Regions from separate parts of the Zea mays genome. Here region 1 is linked to region 2. The links are chromatin contacts, called in public Hi-C maps. All regions are on one chromosome and are shown on one strand. Each heading gives the region's core, a stretch centred on a gene start, on an enhancer-like site or on the middle of the called end of the contact. The rest is flanking DNA. Distances are from core to core; before and after follow the strand shown.

Region 1 (5,568 bases), core at 2,851-5,350, 68 kb after region 2:
GTGGTTAGTATGTATTATTGTTTTTCTTCGCTTCAGCCCCTCCCCCTCTTGTCTCTCTTCTTCCCCTCCCTCGCTCCCCCCAACACCTATATCCATATCTGAGTCACAAAAATAAAAAAACTCAGATTTGAGGAGGTAAGACGGCCTCTGTCATTGTATTAAGTAGATCTTCTCACGCAGATCGATAAAATCCTCTAACCCCTGTCCCACCCATACACAGCAGTATCATAGCTTATGTGAGAACGACCGTGACCATGGTTGAGCCTTATGCCATTATTTGTCATGGGACATCCGAGAAGATTTTTTAACCCCAACTTGAAATTCACTCTAATGGAAAGTCGAATTAAGGACCTGAGAACAACTCAGACCCACCTAAGTGACTCAGCCTAGAGGCCCTTCAGCCGAGTAACAGAAATTATGTACACTAGTGCAAACCAGATGTCCCAATGTGAAATTTTGTGGTAACAGGCAAGTTTTCTTGTTGCTCACGTTTTGTGACATTGCTTATGCCCAGGTTATCAACTTGAGAAATAAAATATTTGATGAAAAACATGCAAATGAGCACATTTGATGAAAAAATTGACCTGTGCGGCTATGTAGCAATAAGAAACTCGCTGTGATTCAGTTATTTGTAGTATTACATATGCTGTCTAGACTCTAACCAATGGGCAATTCCTTACTTTACCTGCACTGACTCAATACTTCATTGCGTGTGTCAATATTTGTGGGTCAAATAATGTCATGATATGGGGTAATAATCCCTTAATCTATTTGGAGCCAGCTACCCGCTGATGACCAAAAAATTACAAAATACAACCATGCTCAGTCTTTTGTGCCTATCTATTTTGCTATTTTCCTGAAGTTCTTATATAAATCTTCATTTGTTTTATGCATTGCAAATGCAGATATACTATCTACTTTTATCTTTGGGTTAATTTATGCTCTAACAATGGCTACAGGTGATGGGGAGGTCTTCACCAAATGATAAACTTTTACTTGTTAAGGCACTGAGGGCAAGAGGTCATGTTGTTGCTGTTACTGGAGATGGCACAAATGATGCCCCAGCACTGCATGAGGTTTGTGGACTACTAGTCCCTATAAAATTTCTAATGTTTTACTATGAAACGAGCCTCATTTTAAACATGAACTTCCAAGTTCCTAATATGTAATTTACACAAGCATCTTTCCACAGATGTTCAAGAAGCATCTTTCGGTAGTAGTTAATGAACTCTGAAACTTGCAGGCAGATATTGGTCTATCAATGGGCATTCAGGGAACTGAAGTTGCCAAGGAGAGTTCTGATATTATTATCTTGGATGACAATTTCGCATCAGTCGTGAGGGTACGTTAAGGACTAGTTTGGGAACACCATTTTCCCAAAGGATTTTAATTTTCCAAGGGAAATTAGTTCATTTTCCCTTGGGAAAAATAGAAATCTCTTGGGAAAATTGAGTTCCCAAACTAGCCCTAAATGTGTTTATATTTTTTTGTTAGCCTTCTGCTACTGTAGTTCATGGTGTTTGTTTCTGGCTTCAGGTTGTCAGATGGGGTCGTTCGGTGTATGCAAACATACAGAAGTTTATACAATTCCAACTAACGGTCAACGTCGCAGCTCTGATAATCAATGTAGTTGCTGCCGTCAGTTCTGGAAATGTGCCGTTGAATGCTGTTCAGGTTTGAGTTCAGCTCTGAGATCTATTGGTAGTTGCACTATTTATCATCATTTAACTTGTAAAAGCTGCAATTTCTTCAGTTCTGTGCATGTCCAGACAGTATTTCTAAAAAGACGTGTTTGGTGGAATTCTAATTTTTGCTCCCTTGGCTGACAGTTGCTGTGGGTTAACCTAATTATGGATACTTTGGGTGCCCTTGCATTGGCGACAGAACCACCTACAAACCATCTTATGGAGAGACCCCCAGTAGGGAGAAGGTAGTGAATCACCATCTATCTTGTAGCATTGTTTAAACTGTGTATGTTCGTAAATTGTACACACTACTTTCTCTGATCACAATTCCATTGGACATTGACATTGACAAGGTCTCTAATACAATAATCAGCAATATCTATAAATTCCAAATAGAAAAACTTAAGTAATTTTTCATAATGAATCTGCTAGCATCAATCTTATGTTGCCAATCTGTTTGAAATTTTAATTATTGGTGATATTGAAGTTAAAAAACGTTTTGACTCACGGCAAACTTAAATGGACCTACATTTTTGTGATCAGATGAAGTATTTTGCAACAGATTGTAAATATAAGATTGCTGATAATTTTAATTGCTAGATCATTTCAGTTGCATCAAATATATGTCAGTGTTTATCTCTGTATGTTGCTATTAAAGTGTCAAAAGTATTTGTGTTAGCAGTGCTAAATGTTTCCTCATCACCTTTTCAGGGAGCCATTGATTACAAATATCATGTGGAGAAACTTAATTATCATGGTATGCTATATTTGCTGTTGTATTCTGTGTTTCTTGTTATAGATTTTCCTACTGAACGCTTGTTCTTTGTTCAGGCTTTGTTTCAAGTTTCAGTTCTCCTCACTCTCAACTTCAAGGGAATAAGCCTCCTGCAGTTGAAAAATGATGATCCAGCACATGCAGATAAAGTGAAAAATACCTTCATTTTCAACACATTTGTTCTCTGCCAGGTTCTGCGTTTTAGCTTTTGCTTAGAAAAGATGTTTCTGCCTTTTTGTCTAATGCGGCTCCGGAGCTTTATACAACAAACGCAGTAGTGGCCTGACATGTGTAATTTTGTCTTCTTAGGTGTTCAACGAATTCAATTCGCGTAAACCAGATGAGCTGAATATATTCAAGGGCATTTCAGGGAACCATCTGTTTATTGGCATCATAGCTATAACAGTTGTACTCCAGGTAGAATCTCTAGAATGAGTTTCCTTTCTTAACTAAGATAAATTTATTTAGGTGTTTTGTTCTCACATTCTTTTGTTTCTGTTTATATTTAGGCGCTTATCGTTGAGTTCCTTGGCAAGTTTGCCTCAACGGTAAGGCTAAGTTGGCAGTTGTGGTTGGTATCGATAGGTCTTGCTTTCTTCGGGTAAGGTTTTCATATGCTTGCTGATGAAATTGATAGAACCATGACACGTTTCTCTCCCTCTATTGCGCCTGATCATTCCCTTATTTGCTCTGCAGCTGGCCGCTGGCATTCGTGGGGAAGCTTATTCCTGTTCCTAAACGTCCATTGGGAGAATTCTTTGCATGCTGCTGTATCTGCAAGGGGAGCAAACAAGGTAGCCATTGCACTGCAAAATCCTTTACTCCTTGCCGATTTAAGTAGTGCATGGTGGAGTGATCAAATATATCAGAGCATCTTTTGCCTCTTCCCCCAGTTTTTGTCGCACATCCCTGACAGTTCTGTTTGTGCAGCCCCTGATGACGCAACCTCTAATGATAAGGAAGACAACAAGCCCGAGCCTTGAGATGTCAGCAAGATTGATGGTTGCTAACAATGACCTTGTGCTGTTTCTTACCGGGTTTTGACGTGTTGGATTTGTGATTACCACTGATTGCTATTGTACTTCAAACAGGAAGGCTGGAAATGCAACTCGGCTTCTCATGAGACCTTGTCATTTGCTGTAGTTCGTTCGCAACTGTATATTGTAGCTTGGAAGACTCTGTGCCGTGGTGCGTGTATTTGAGAAATTTCTATGCAAAGTGAGCTGGCGATAACATTGGATGGCGCAGCAAAGCATCGCGCGCAGTGTTTCCTAGGCATCATCCAGTGCGGCTCGTGGATGCTTTTCGTGGGTGGAGCTGCCTGTGTTCGTGCCATAGCATTTGACGAGTGGGCGCCCGCTGTCGGCTTTGTGCCTTGAAGCCTCCGATGCAGAGAAAACAAGGTGAGTTGGAACCCGAGACGTGTCTGACCAGCATGGCCCGTAGAAAAGTTTGCCCCGGCCGGCTAAAATTTCCCGTGCTCGTACTTTAGCCGTGCACTTGTGCGTCCATGTCCGTACGTACCGTTACGTGAAGCCGTTGCCTTCTCTATATTTCTTGTCAGCTGTCCAGTGTATTACACGCATGCGCGTTTCATTGTTGAGCCCCACGGGGCCGAGGCGACAGTTGACAGCAGCTGCAGCAGCAGACAGCGCCATGAATTCTCAGGCCCTCCCTCGGTTGGCACCAGTTGACGGACTCCCTTTGACACGATAGAAAAGTGAAGAGCGGGCGAGAGGGGTGCTTTTTTTTTACGCACCAAGTGGCCGGGGTCACGTTGAGTTGAGTAACCCGCGGGAATGGAGAAAGAGGACTCCGTCCCGTCCGCACCCGGGCCGGGTGGATCGATCTCAAGCTATCGTTGACGTTTTAACCGCTTCTGGTTTTGTAGATCCGATCCGAGAGAAAGGTCAGTATGAAGACGCACGCACCGCACCTGTTGCGGTCGCGTTTACAACGTCGGTTCGCTTCCGTCCCTTTCTCATAAATGCATCGCTCATCCTTATGAGGACTTTATTTTTCAGTTCCAAAGCCTTGTTCCGAGTCGTGCGTAGCACGCAGTCCTCTGTTGTCTCTCTGTTTGTGTACCAGCGCGCGCGCAAATGTCTCGTACCTACGCTACGCTACATGCGGTCACCTGCTGCTGGGTCAGTAGTTAGCTATGTTTGGTTCCAAAGCCAAACCACTGGATTAGGTGTGAAACGTAGTCATGACTTGTTTTGGTTGGCAATCAAGCGCTCTCTCTGTCATTATGATCTACATGTGCTCGAGGTACCATAGGCCCTTGGTGCACAGGAACACTCTTGGACGGCAAGGTGCAGCTCAGTCACCGTCTAAGAAACTGTTTTAGATCACCTGGACTTTGCCACGAATACCTTTTATCAGAAATGGGGGGAACGATAAAGGATGCTGGAAAATGAGATATTATTAGGGCATGTACAGTGGAGAGACACCAAAACGGTTCTCCAAGCACAGGAGACAACTAAGAGACTATATTGTACAATGGAGTGTCTATAAACGTAGTCTATTAATAAATATAGAATTAAATGTATTTGTATAGCATCAGATCGATAGAACAGACGACAAATTCGTACAGTGGGAAGTGAGGCGTCTGTTGTTACTTGGTTTACGAGCCAGAGGCGTCTCTTCACGGAGAGACGGCTCTAAGATTTTTTTGCAAATAACTCCCTAAAACACCTTAAGAGCCCCCACGTTAAACACCACTGTACATGCCCTTATCTATACTATACTTAAAGCACCAGTTTCAACGGTCGTTCTACGTCATATTTTTTCAAATAACCCCTCACATCTATCTCAAATTAACTTGCATCCCCATACACACAACATTCATGTCCAGCCCGTTAGCCAGTCGGGTGGTTAAATTAGCGTAAAATATTTTTAAAAAAGTGGTGTAGAAGGTGGGGTTCAAACCTAAGTCTTGATGGAAGAAGGACGGGAGACACTAAGTGAAGTCGTCTAACCAGTAGAACATCATCATGATCAATTGTTTTTAATATTGAATATAAATTGTACATATGTATATACGAGTTTTGTAAAATAAAAAAATACAATTGTGTCGGGCCGGATCAGCACTACAGGTCGAGGCTA
Region 2 (5,939 bases), core at 2,910-5,409:
GATTTTGACCTTTTTTTTGTCGCGCTGCGAGTCTGCGACAATTCAATTTCCATGTGTTGGACGCAAGACGGAGATCATCCATTCCAACTCTCATGATCCATTAGATAGGCTGCTTGCAATAATACTTGATGCATCATCTCAAAAGCTATAAAATTTATTATATTTTCATGTCATGATATTGTAATAATCTATAATTTAACATAGCAAGCCTTAATCCACTTTTAATAAATTGAAAATCATTTAATAGATAATAACTACATGCTAATATATCATTAGAAAAGACTAATGATTTTATTAGCAGTCTGGCTCTAAATAAACGTCTAGCAAGCCTTAATCCACTTTTAATAAATTGAAATTCATTTAATAGATAATAACTACATGCTAATATATCATTAGAAAAGACTAATGATTTTATTAGCAGTCTGGCTCTAAATAAACGTCTAGCAAGCCTTAATCCACTTTTAATAAATCGAAAATCATTTAATAGATAATAACTACATGCTAATATATCACTAGAAAAGACTAATGATTTTATTAGCAGTCTGGCTCTAAATAAACGTCTAGCAAGCCTTAATCCACTTTTAATAAATTGAAATTCATTTAATAGATAATAACTACATGCTAATATATCATTAGAAAAGACTAATGATTTTATTAGCAGTCTGGCTCTAAATAAACGTCTGGCAAGCCTTAATCTACTTTTAATAAATTAAAAATCATTTAATAGATAATAACTACATGCTAATATATCATTAGAAAAGACTAATGATTTTATTAGCAGTCTGGCTCTAAATAAACGTCTATTTCTAGTGGCTCAGAGAATCTTCGCATATACAGCCCGTAAGACCAACTCCAGCAGACTCTCTCTCCGTATCTCTAAAACGCACGGCCAACAGTTTCTCTCTCCTCTCCGTATCCGTTTCCAGCAGACTCCGTATTTGCACTCCGCATGCAGTCTATGACACCTGGGGCCCGCGAGCAGCCGCGCGCGCATGCAGTGAGCTGCGGAGAGGAGAGAGAAAGCGTGGAAATGGGGAGTGCAGGTACAGGCCGTGCGTTTTATGGAGACGGATGCGGAGACTGCTGGACTGATGAATAGTGTGCTTCGCTGCGCAAAATAGGGATACGGAGCCGCATGCGGAGTGCTGCTGGAGTTGGTCTAAGTGTAGCCAAACGCATAACCGATGCCCATGGCCAATCCATACCCCATACCAGAAAGCATGCTGCAAGGTTTATAACTTTATACACTCCCTCCGATCGCCCTGTAATACAGTGAATTCTGTAACACGGCGAATTCTAAAAAAATAACTCAAATCTCACATGAAGCTATAAATTAAGTTTCCCCTCAAATTATAACTTTTAAAACGAACTTCGCCATAAATCCAGGGCCGAAAGTGTTTTCGAAAGCGGCTGATTGTTGGGTTTGTAAGCCAGAAGTGCTTCAAGCCAGTTTACAATATATCAAGATCCATCATGGATTTAAATACAGATCGTACTTCAGAAAGAGCGTCTTGGACAGAGAAAAAGGCCCGATACTCAGGACGGGAAATGCATCATGGGCTGGTTTGGGAAACCAGTTCATTTTTCCTAGGGAAAATAGAAATCCCTTGGAAAAATGAAGTTTTCAAACTAACCCTAAATATATAATTTTAAACCTCCGAGAAAAAAGATCATGTTTCTTCCATACACATCTAGTTCCAAACAACAAAACTGCATGCATATTCATCCGCTTCCTAATAATGTAAAATTGGGAGAGCACAGAAAGTTTCTTAGAACACAATAGAGCTTGATCGTGAACCTAATTCATCCTTTTGATGAGCTCGTTGATGTAATTCTCACGGTTACCGGCATCACCACCCTCCACATAGTGGTTCCTCTTCTTCTTCAGACCTCCCAGCGGTGCCTTCAGCTTAAATGGCCAAAGGAAGTTGTTCGCCTCCTTGAAGTGTGGGCCGACAGTCATGATCTCATGAACAAGATCCTCAATGCAAATGATGTTGTGCTTGCCCAAGCCCTGATAGAACACCAAATGGTGGAGATCATCATGTAAATTGTCAAATACAAGCAGATCACAAAGGATCCAGGTGCAGAGCTCAAGATTGCAAACCTCCTCGATGACTTGGTTGTTAGACAGAGGGATCCTCTGCTTGTTCAGTTTTCCGTAGCCCCTCTTGTAGATCAACTCCCTGACACTCTTCAAGTTCGGGTACCTAAACAAGATATATCAGTTTAGCAAGGTCATGAGAAGCTGGAGTCACCAAGCAAAGATGCAGTAACTACCTCCAGACTCTCCTATTGTAGCAATGTTTTAACAGAAACTAATTGAATATACATGCATCAACGTGCATCTTCTACTCATCAAAAGCAAATACTATCACCATAATCAATACTGGATGACTGGATGTGGATGTAGAACTACATATCCTTGATTAAGCTTACAAATTTAAACTCCAGATTTAACACAATACTCTATTGTAAATTCACTCAAGCAACAGGTCACAGTATGATCTCTTTTCAACTACGTACTTCGAGTGAAAAATACACCAAAATAAGAAGCAAGACAATAATTAAATCAGCAAAGAGAAATTACCCATATGCAACATAAGGCTCAACCCTGCGAAGCATGTTAATGGTAGCCTTGTTGACTTTCAGGAACACGCCATTGAATATCTGAAAAATTAAATTAAATGTCCAGTTTCACAAACAATCGGCCATAATTCAATAGCAAGAACGTAATTGGCAAACCCACCTGCCTCAAACGCAGAAGCTGCAATATCTTCCTGGTCTTAGGATGCATGGCATTGATACTGTAGTTTCAACGGAATTAAAAACAAGCATAATCATACAAATTCCTCTACATAATACTGGCATAAGCACTTGCGACTCACCCACGGATGCGGATCACAAATAGCAGCTTTGCCTCAGGACTGACATAGAAACCACCCTTCAAACGGGCCTCACGCTTAAGCTGTACCAGTTCCTTCTCCTGCTCTCAGCATCCACATAAGCATGCAAATAAATAACACATTTCAGTTCACTATTTCATCTTGAAAGCATCCTAATAATAGCAATGATCCTATATGCCCAACGCAATCAGAACCATATACTGATAAAGTAATGGGATAACTTTTATACTTAGACGGCGTTTGAATGCACTAGAACTAATAATTAGTTGGCTAAGGGGGTGTTTAAATGCACTAAAACTAATAGTTAGCCATTAAAATTAGTTGAGACGTCCAAACCCCCTAGCTAATAGTTCAAGTATTAGCTATTTTTAGTAAATTGGTTAATAGTTAGTTAGTTATTTGTTAGCTAGCTAATTTCACTAAAAAAATTTAGTCAACTAACTATTAGTTTTAGTGCATTCAAACACCCCCTAAAAATTGTTAGTGAAATTAGCTAGCTAACAAATAGCTACCTAACTATTAACTAATTTACCAAAAATAGCTAATAGCTGAACTATTAGCTAGACTGTTTGGATGTCTCAACTAACTTTGGCCACTAACTATTAGCTCTAGTGCATTCAAACACGCCTTTACTGTGGCACACAATGCACAACAATATTCTATATTTCATGAAGTTGGGACTATACTACTGGTCCTTAGAAAGAATTCTAAATACTTGGGCTAGAACATCTCTTAACAAAAGCACTAATCAGCATGCGTTCCAAATGCACTAGGCAATAGTTCAGTTTGCTGTACAGTAAGCAGAGAAGACAACCGGTCCTACAACTGCTTTGAGATGAAAATAACACGCCGCACGCGAAGCCCTACGACCCACCCCGCACGAATAGTCTACAAGGAGGTTAGATCGAGCAGGATCAGGAGATCTGACCTGGGCATCGTACTCCTCGGCGTACTGCTTGGCGCGGGTGAAGATGAGCTTCCGGTTCTCGATGGACTTCTTCCTCTCGGCCAGGGACTTCTCCTTCTTCTCGGCGGCCCACTGCTCCTCGCGCTTCCGCTTGCGGAGTACCGACTCCGGCACCGCCACCTTCACCGCCTCGGACGACATCTACACGACCCACGAGCACGGCCAAACCAAACCGCAACTTCTTAGCCAAAGATCGAAATGCGCAGCGAACAGAGAAAGCAGCAATGGAGTGCGGCGCGGTCGCTTACCTTACCTGGACGATCTGCGTAGGAGAGGGGGGACGCGGGGAGGGCGGGGGGCGGAGGTGGACGCAGGCGGCGAGGGGAGTGGGAATGGCGGGTTATGTAGTAGGGTTTGGTGATAGGGTTTGTTAAGGTGATCCGACGGCGGGGAATGATTTGGGACCCGCGGCGTGTAATGATGGGTGGGCTGGTGAGGACATGTGAGCTTGAGTCGAGTTTACCATGGGCCAATATTGTTGGGCCCTATCCCTTCGGATCGTCAATTACATGTAGTGCCAGAGTGGGCCGTCAACACGACGCTTGGGTCAACCTACACGGTCATCAACCGCGCAGGTGTTGAGCAGACTGACTAGTCATAACTCATAAGTCATAACCACTATCATGTCCCGTTGTATTTCTGCGCCTTCGTCTTCGGAAAACTTGGGCTATGGTGAGCCGCCATGGACTATGTTGTATCAGTTTTTAACCTTTTTGGTATGCAAAGACAAATCTACCCGTACTCTATTTTAATGGTAATTGATTCAGTCGGTTTTTTTATCAAATTTAAATATAGCTTGAACTCATATCTTTAATTTGGATATTTTAAATAATAAAGAAACATTTAAATCCGACTGAGGAGAGGTAGGGGTGTGCGTTCGGGTTATCCAAAATGTTTGGATCGAGTAATTTAAATCTCGGGTTCCGAGAATCAGTGCCCGAAATTACTGAAAATTTGATTACCCAGATTTTCGGGCTCGGATATTTCCGAACTACCCGGACTATTGTGTGAGCTTCGTCAACACCCTATTAAATTAGTACAAAAATACAGTTTTAATAATGATATACATGCACTTAAAAAGCACATTCAATCTACAATGACAAGTTCGTATGTCATATAGTTACACATAATTATAGATACACAAATTGTTAATTAAGAACAATGACGTAACTACATGTCACATAAAAAGTTCTAGTGTTCTAGGTAATTTGGATTCGGGTTTTGCATGTTACCACCCGAAATTCTAAAATGAATTTCGGGTTTCGAGTATTTTGAGTTTAGGGTATTCCGGATTGAGGTTACAAGTTTTGTTGCCTAATCGTAGCCAGCGGGCACCAAGCCATCGCATGCATAGGACTCGAACGGTGGCAATCACCGTGATTTTCTCCAAACTAACTAAGGGCGGTGCATAATTTGCTAACTAAAATTGGTTTTAGTTAGAAACTGGCAGCTTTTAAAATTATAAAACTAAGGGTCATACTGGCATGTTTGGAAATAATCTAGTTTATCTGAACCAGTTTTTTTCCCGCAAAAGTAGGTGCTTTCAAATAAAGTCTTAAAAATTCCTAAATTTTATGGCACGTTACAAACTCACAATCTTCTCCGAACGAACCGCAAGTCACTAAATGGTGGCTAGTACAGCTCTACAGCAACTACACTGTCGTGTATGTCATCACTTATGTTTGGAGCATGTACGTGTTGGAGAATCCTTTTGTGACATGTGGGGAGTTTGGGGGCTTCAACCCATAATAAGGCCATAATCTCTTCTTCTGCTCATACACCATTCCGTGAAAGTGATCGTGGGCCACTTGGCAAGTGGGCTGGGGCATTTGGTTCTGCAATCAACTTCCCACAGCTTAATGCGTGGGACGAAATTTGTCGTGTGCCACGCCACGCCACGCACGAGTGACACGAGCGGACGTCGACTTGGCAGTTGGCACTGCAGGCCGCACGGAGCAGGCGGGCAAGCAGGAGACCACACAGCACCTCCGACTCCGAGAAGATTGGATGGAGTCTGGACAAAGGGAGGGGAGAGCCGGAGACCACACCAAACAGGTCCACGTCCA

Evidence for each region. Hi-C and Micro-C count contacts between places; a contact is called where the count stands out from the background.
Region 1: a contact with region 2 is called in a Hi-C map of seedling, with 5 times the contacts expected there. The contact joins the enhancer-like site here to the promoter of LOC100191368 in region 2. A contact is called at or near these places in 4 of 25 Hi-C or Micro-C datasets (ear, leaf mesophyll, seedling and 1 more).

What each region holds. Positions count from the first base shown.
Region 1 is chr2:12,178,346-12,183,913 of Zm-B73-REFERENCE-NAM-5.0, forward strand. It overlaps LOC103645972 (calcium-transporting ATPase 5, plasma membrane-type), which reads left to right. Exons shown (of 35, transcript XM_008670703.3): 25 at 960-1,076; 26 at 1,244-1,342; 27 at 1,537-1,674; 28 at 1,830-1,930; 29 at 2,397-2,442; 30 at 2,517-2,651; 31 at 2,770-2,877; 32 at 2,970-3,061; 33 at 3,157-3,254; 34 at 3,391-3,462; 35 at 3,552-3,876. The coding sequence ends at 3,443. Among protein-coding and RNA genes, the nearest start is that of LOC103631159, 10 kb to the right of the region's middle. Within about 2 kb of position 4,101, at least 17 of the 20 cell types and tissues checked have an H3K27ac peak or open chromatin away from gene starts, as enhancers often do. A contact at or near this core is called in ear, leaf mesophyll, seedling and 1 more, where this site is marked.
Region 2 is chr2:12,110,155-12,116,093 of Zm-B73-REFERENCE-NAM-5.0, forward strand. LOC100191368 (60S ribosomal protein L7-2) reads right to left here and starts at 4,160. Exons shown (of 7, transcript NM_001136802.1): 1 at 4,127-4,160; 2 at 3,835-4,014; 3 at 2,889-2,986; 4 at 2,750-2,807; 5 at 2,591-2,670; 6 at 2,108-2,210; 7 at 1,362-2,014. The coding sequence starts at 4,014. The coding sequence ends at 1,799.